Linked DNA regions of Sus scrofa: region 1 is linked to region 2. The links are chromatin contacts, called in public promoter capture Hi-C maps. All regions are on one chromosome and are shown on one strand. The core of a region is the stretch at or near the end of the contact, and the rest is flanking DNA. Distances in the headings are between cores, read along the strand shown. Region 1 holds the start of SYF2 (pre-mRNA-splicing factor SYF2). Region 2 holds the start of SRRM1 (serine/arginine repetitive matrix protein 1).

Region 1 (3,370 bases), core at 246-2,745, 530 kb after region 2:
CTGTAGCCAATTGTTTGCTGGACTCCTATCTCAGATATGAATTCTCTTCCATTGCATTTCTTCCCTTTGTGTACATATTTTGGTTTTGTTTTTGTCTTTCTGCCATTTCTAGGGCCGCTCCTGCAGCATATGGAGGTTTCCAGGCTAGGGGGTAGAATCGGAGAAGTAGCTGCTGGCCTACGCCACAGCCACAGAAACGCGGGATCCAAGCTGTATCTGCGCCCCACACCACAGCTCAGGGCAACGCCAGATCCTTAACCCACTGAGCAAGGCCAGGGATCAAACTCACAACCTCTTGGTTCCTAGACGGATTTGTTAACCACTGAGCCACAATGGGAACTCCGCCTTTGTGTAAATATTTTGGACATTTCATTTTTATGTTAATATCTTACTCATCTTTCAAGCAGTAGTTTAGGTGTCATCTCTTATAGGAGACACTCCCTGAGGTCCCCCAAACTGCAACAATATCTCCTCCTCTGCACTCCCAAGGTTCTTTGTTCCTATCTCAATTTTACAACATATATTTTTTAACAATATTTACAATATAATTTTTTAACAACAGTGTAATTTCTAGCCAGAAAATTCTCTCCTCGACTTAAGAACAGAGGCCTTATCTTACTCATCTGGTTCCCCACCAACTAGCTGAACTACTGACCCTACAGACTTTCCGAGATTTGCTGAGTACTTTTCAATGAAGCGACAACCAACTCTTGCTAACATGGACGAGTTTCTTCCATATATATTTCCCTAGATACAATGAAGAGTTTATACAAATCACACAGCAGGGAGGTTGTTAGTAAGATAAATGCCCAAACCAGCCCAACTAAGTTAAAACAGATGTGGGTGGGAGGAGGGCTGGAGAGAGCATGTCCCTTTCCAAAAGTGACTCCAATGTACTGCGAGGGTTGAGAACTACCGGAACGGAACTTTTATCCTGCCCTGCGGGCCTGTCACACGCGCGGGCGCGGCCTCCTCGTCCCTCCAGAAACGCGCACGGCCCCGGCCGGGTAAAAGGTCTCAGCGGGCCTCTCTGGCTACTCACCCGCTTCAGATGCAGTTCCCGGAATTTGCGCAGTCTCTGTTCGCGCTTCTGGGCGGCTAGCTCCTCGGGCCCCAGTGGGGGCTGCTGCTCTTCTGCGCCGTTCCCCGGCACCTACAGCGAGGAGGACAGGCTAGAGTGGGGCCAGTTCGACTTCTTCCCGGAAGGCCCAAGCGATTCCCCACAAGTCCCACCAGGCCGGAAGCTCAGAGCCGACCCAGACCCCACAGTAGCTGTACTTTCCTAGTCTGAAACACAAGCATCTCCTCCACCTCTCGCCCTTGCCAACCACCGGCGCCCTAACTAAAACCCCTGGGTAAGGCCGGCGTCACTTACCTTCTCGACCAGAGTAGCAGCCGCCATTACAGCCTTTCCTTTCCCACTTCCGGCAACAACTCGGAGCACTTCCGCCAGCCTTTGGACTGCCGCGTCAGTACAGGTTAGTAACTAGCGTAAGTCCCGCCCCTTCCAGGAAGCCTCAGGCAATTGGGACGAATCTTTGCCTCTTTCAGACGTGAGAGGTTTTCTATTGGGCAAGGCCTTGCGCAGCCGCAAAAGGCCCGGGGACGGGGAGGGGCGAGTTGGAAAAGGGTGTGAAGTGTTGCGGAAAGATTGACTGGGTAGGAATGGCCTAATGGGGGTACGGTGCAAAGTCGCCTCAACTGTGTATTGTACTCTTCAACGGAAAGGGCTTTCCCTTTAGCGCTTAGCTTCCGTGTCACCTCCTCCGAAGCAGGTCTTCCCTGACGACGCTGTTTCGCGTAGGCCCTAGGGACCGTCATATGGCAGTATTTTAAGATATTTTTCTCATCTGTTCTTTTTTCTTTTCCCCCAACGTTATAAACTGCAGGAGAGCAGGGCCTGTCCCGTCCTGTTCCTTCTTCCGTGCCTAGCAGGGAGACTGAGCCAGAATTAATAAGAGTTGAAGATATTAATATAATTCGGTAAGATTCTGGAAACAGGAGGAATATACGAAAATATTTTTTCTTCACTAAAACTTAATTAGAGGTGGAAATGAAAAAGTAATCCTCCAAATGAAAAGATACCTAGATATAAGATTTGAATGATAGCCGGAAGAAAGAAATGAAATAATTTGAAATACAGAAAGTTAAATTTCCAGGGAGTTCCCGCCGTGGCGCAATGGTTAACGAATCTCACTAGGAACCATGAGGTTGCAGGTTCGTTCCCCAGCCTTGCTCAGTGGGTTAAGGATCCGGCATTGCCGTGAGCTGTGGTGTGGGGCGCAGATACAGCTCGGATCCTGCGTTGCTGTGGCTCTGGCATAGGCTGGTGGCTACAGCTCCGATTAGACCCTTAGCCTGGGAACCTCCATATGCCGTAGGAGTGGCTCAAGAAAATGCAAAAAGACAGAAGAAAAAAAAAAAGTTAAATTTCCATTAATAACGAAGGGATTTCTGGTTGGAAGACAAAATATAAACATAATAGTACAAGGGTATCTCAGTATAAATGTGATGTTATTCTGTCAGAATCTCAGTGGGTTATTGTTTTTGTTTTTTGGAACTGGAAAATACCATGACAAAAATCTTTAAGTTCGGAGTTCCCGTCGTGGCTCAGAGGTTAACGAACCCAACTAGTATCCATGAGGACACGGGTTCGATCCCTGGCCTCACTCAGTGGGTTAAGGATCTGGTGTTGCCGTGAGCTGTGGTATATAGGCCAGCAGCTGTAACTCCGATTGGACCCCTAGCCTGGGAACCTCCAATGCCTTGGGTGCGGCCCTAAAAAAAACCAAAACAACCAACAACAAAACAAATATTGCGGGTAGTATTAATGACCAGGGTTCTTAGACTGTGTAATCAGTAGAAATTGATAAGAGGACAGATGAGAAATTCAGGCATGACTTTTATTAGGATTTGTACTGCAGCAGGAAGGAGTGAAAACGAGAAATAGGTGCCCTTGCTTGTTCCCTGAGGGGGACAGGGAGCTGGTCCTTTATTTGGGGTGAGGGTAGGAGCTGATCCATGTGTCCCCGCTGAAGGGGCTGCCTAGGTGGTCGGCCCAGCCCCTTGGTGGCGCTGTGTGCAGGGATCATGCACAGTACTCTGCTTTTGCTCCCAACACCTCAGAAGTGGCAGTTGAGTTTTTGGTCTTTTTGTATCTTGTTCACAATTTGCCCCAGTTATTTTTAATCCCCTATAGTTTCTTTGTATGCTGTTGCTCAAAGAGAGGTCGAGGTGCAAGCCCTGCACCAGAAGGTCTCAGGTTTCAGTTCCCTAGCCTAGGAACCTCCATATGCTGCTGATAAGGCACTAAAAAGACAAAAACAAAAACAAAAATTGTTTCAGTTTTTTGTAAAAGAAAAAAATTGGA
Region 2 (3,398 bases), core at 146-2,645:
TTTCCAACGGGCTCACTCTGGTGCATTTAGAACAGATGCTGATCCGCAAGGGTAGAAGCAGGGAAACCAGATAGGAGGCTAGGGCAGAAGTTCAGGCCAAAGATGATGGTGCTTTGAACCTAGACGATAGCAGAGTGGGTTTCTTGATGGTTTGGCAGTGAGATGTGGGAGGAAGAGGAGTCCAGCTTTTTTTTTTTCTTTTTTAGGGCCACACCTTTGGCATACGGAAGTTCTCAGGCTAGGGTTCGAATGGGAGCTACAGCCGCAGGCCTATGCCACAACCACAGCAACAGGAGATCCTTACCCTCCTGTGCAAGGACAGGGATCGAATCCGTGTCATCATGGATACTAGTAGGGATTTGTTACCAATGAGCCACAATGGGAACTCCAAGAGGAATCGAGATTAACAACCAAGGCTTGTATCTTAAACAAAAGGAAAGATACTGCCATCAACTGAGGTAGGGAAGACTTTGGGAGGGACAGGTCGGGTTTTTGGCCTGGTGGAGGGTGGAGGGAGGGAGTTCCAGGCAGAACAGGAGAAACGAGGAGCCCAGTTCCTACTTATGTTACGTTCGTGACGTCTGTCCAAGCGGAAACATTGAACAGGACGTTGCCAATACATGTTCGAAGCTCAGAGGAGAGGCCTTGAGCTGGAAACCTATGAAGTTGTTGGCAGAATTGGTATTTGAAGCCAAGAGAGTGAATACATTGTGAACAAAAATCAGGAAAGGGAGGCAAGTGTGTGTTGGGGGGGGTGTGTGTGTGTGGTTACGTTACAAAAGATGGCTAGAGAAGGGTCACATGTTCCCTTTCAGAGAAAAAGAGAGTGCATAAAGGAAAGGAGGCAGAAGGCATCCGGTTGCAGGCCCTCGCAGCCAGAGCTGGGCCGGTGAGGCACACGTGAGCTCCGAAAGTCCCGAAGCCTGAAGGCCGGCTTCCTTTCCGTCAGACTCTGCCCGGGGGCCCCGGCTCTCATCAGCTTCCTGCCGGTTCCGAAACTCATCTAACGGACATTTCCAGCTTCTCCCCAAAGCTAAGGAGTTGTAGCGGAAGTCGAGGGTGCGGGACCAAAACGCAGATTTCATTCATAGTACAGAGCTCGACTACTTCAGGGCCGACCTCGATAACTGGAAACTCGTAAAAGCAACACAATCACAACTTTTCTAACGAAAGCGGAGGCCGCAGGCTTCTCCTCTGCGCAAGAGCGGCCTCACAAGCGTCACCCTGAGGTAACAGCCTTTCTCCACAAGCTCTCCATGGAGCCCCCCCCCGGGGGGGGGCAGAAAGCCGCCCCCACTACGGGTCGAAGGAAGGGTCAATTCACGCTGAGCGAACAAGGCTGGTTAAGCGCCACAAAAGGTTTTGCAGGGCGGGGCGACCGGACGACACTCTCTTGCTCGCTCCCATTGGCTGTGGTCGCGAGGCTCTCCTCAAGGACTGGCCACTGGAGAAGCTCGGAGTCCGGTAGCAGCCCGCCTCCCGGAACGCGCGTGCGCACACTTGGCGAGCGCTCTCCACACTGAGCAAGCGCGGCCTCGTGTCCGCTGGAAGGGCGGGTGGAGCAGCGCGAGCTGCGTCCCGGCGCTCGGCTTTCCCTGCCGGTCCCGCCCTCCGTCGCGGTGGCGCGGTGCACCTTGGGATAGGGAGCGATCTCCGAGCGAGGCAGCAAGATGGACGCGGGATTCTTCCGCGTAAGTAGGAGCGCGGGGATCTGGGGTGAGGTGAGGGGCTTATCGAAAAGGCCCAGCAGGAGGCCTAAACTCGAGATGGGGTGGCCAGCGAGCGGAGACTTCGAAGATCCTGAGGATCCTCGTTGCCAGTGGACGCTTCCCCACTACCCTGCGGCGGGGACCGGTGCGCCCCTGCGCAGTCTCCTCCTCCGGGATCGTCCCCCCTACGCGGCAGCGACGGTCGCCGGAAAATGGCGGCGGGAATGGGCCTGAGCGGTACCTTCCCGCCCGCCTCCCTGGCAGGGCCTGCAGGGAGAGCCGCGCGCCCCACCGGGTCCTGGGGCCTAGCGGACCCGCGAGGAGGAAGTCCCTGGGGGGAGGCCGGAGGGAAACCCTGAGGTGACTGGCGGCAGGAGGGCCCTGGGGAGGACAGGTTTGGGGGTACCGCCTCAGGAGAGCGGGTGAGAGGACCGGAAGCAGCCTTGAGCCGCTTTTCTTGAGAAAGCGGGCACCAAACCCCCTCCCCCCGCGCCTCGCGCGCCCTCCCTCTTGGTCTAAGCCTTCCCGAAGGCTCCGGGTCAGAGTTCGCGGGAGCTCCCGCCCAATTTGATAGCCCTTCAGGGAGGGGAATGCAGATAATTTGTAGTTAGAACGTTTGAGTCTGAGACTCCAGGCAGAGGGTGCAACAAAAAGTATGCGCGTTTGTGGAGGCAGGGGTATGGAGTGGATCTACTCTTCGTTCCCGCTCACCGCCCCCCACCCCCTGTGAACGTTCTCTTGAAAATCTTTTTGGTGAAAAGGTTCCTCTTGATTCTCGCCCATCACCTGGAGATGGGGACGTTTTCTCGTCGTAGTTGGCCCTCAGGGCCCATACTTTTACCGGGCGCGTGCTGGACTCTTTTGGTCCCCTTTTACACTCCCGTAGGACCCATTCGAGATCTCGATGGGTGGGAAGTGACACTGATTGGACTAGAGTTTGCAAATTCTTTTTAAGGCAGAACGGACCATATAGAGACCAGTTGATTTAAGTCAGAATCTGTAGTGCATATTGGCTCTTTCCATTCCCTGGAGCATGTTACATGCAGTTTCTGTGTGTTTAAAGGAAAAGATAAAAGAGGGTAAGACCGGGACTTTAAGATATGTCTTGACACTCCAAAGCTAGCATTGAAATGCCTTTTGTCTTGGCTTTAAATGTGCCAACTAGTTTTTCATTAAAGGTTGAAGTGTTATTCCAAGAATTTGATACAGCCGGTTGTTTGATTGTTCTTAGGTTATGCAAACAGTACTATAGTTATTTATGTAATGATCGTTTCCAGTGAGTTTATATCAAATTTTCACACTGCAGATGAACTCTCCATTTTGTGATTTCCATCAAAGTTTTTTTGTGGTAAATACTCAACATATCCTGTAGTCTGAATGTATTCTTTTGAAACAAGTCTGTTCTTTTAATTTTTTCTTGTTATTGTCACTTTCCCTCGGAAGAGAGTTCCAACAGAAAAAGAACAAAGTGGCTGTTTTAAGAATGAGATTTGCTTTTAGTGTTGGTAAAAATCTGGAAGGAAAGGGCAGTGTTTTATATATTGCCTTGGGTTCTTAGAGAAGTTGATTAGATTTGAGCTCTGAATTAAAGATTTTAGGGCAGTTATTCTTTTAGTACACTTCCATCGAGTAATAGACTGAATTTTTCAGTTAAGATGGAAATAGTACCTTTCATTTGCTGAACTTCTG

The links. Promoter capture Hi-C pulls out the DNA fragments that hold promoters and counts their contacts.
Region 1: a promoter capture Hi-C map of liver shows a contact between it and region 2, with 5 times the contacts expected there. The contact joins the promoter of SYF2 here to the promoter of SRRM1 in region 2. A contact is called at or near these places in 2 of 5 promoter capture datasets (fetal liver and liver) and 1 of 2 datasets of contacts at active chromatin or transcription factors (alveolar macrophages).

Annotation. Positions count from the first base shown.
Region 1 is chr6:82,841,989-82,845,358 of Sscrofa11.1, forward strand. It overlaps SYF2 (pre-mRNA-splicing factor SYF2), which reads right to left and starts at 1,496. Exons shown (of 7, transcript XM_021095593.1): 1 at 1,376-1,496; 2 at 1,043-1,153. The coding sequence starts at 1,402.
Region 2 is chr6:82,307,797-82,311,194 of Sscrofa11.1, forward strand. It overlaps SRRM1 (serine/arginine repetitive matrix protein 1), which reads left to right and starts at 1,396. Exons shown (of 16, transcript XM_021095577.1): 1 at 1,396-1,691. The coding sequence starts at 1,671. It also overlaps the pseudogene LOC100522323.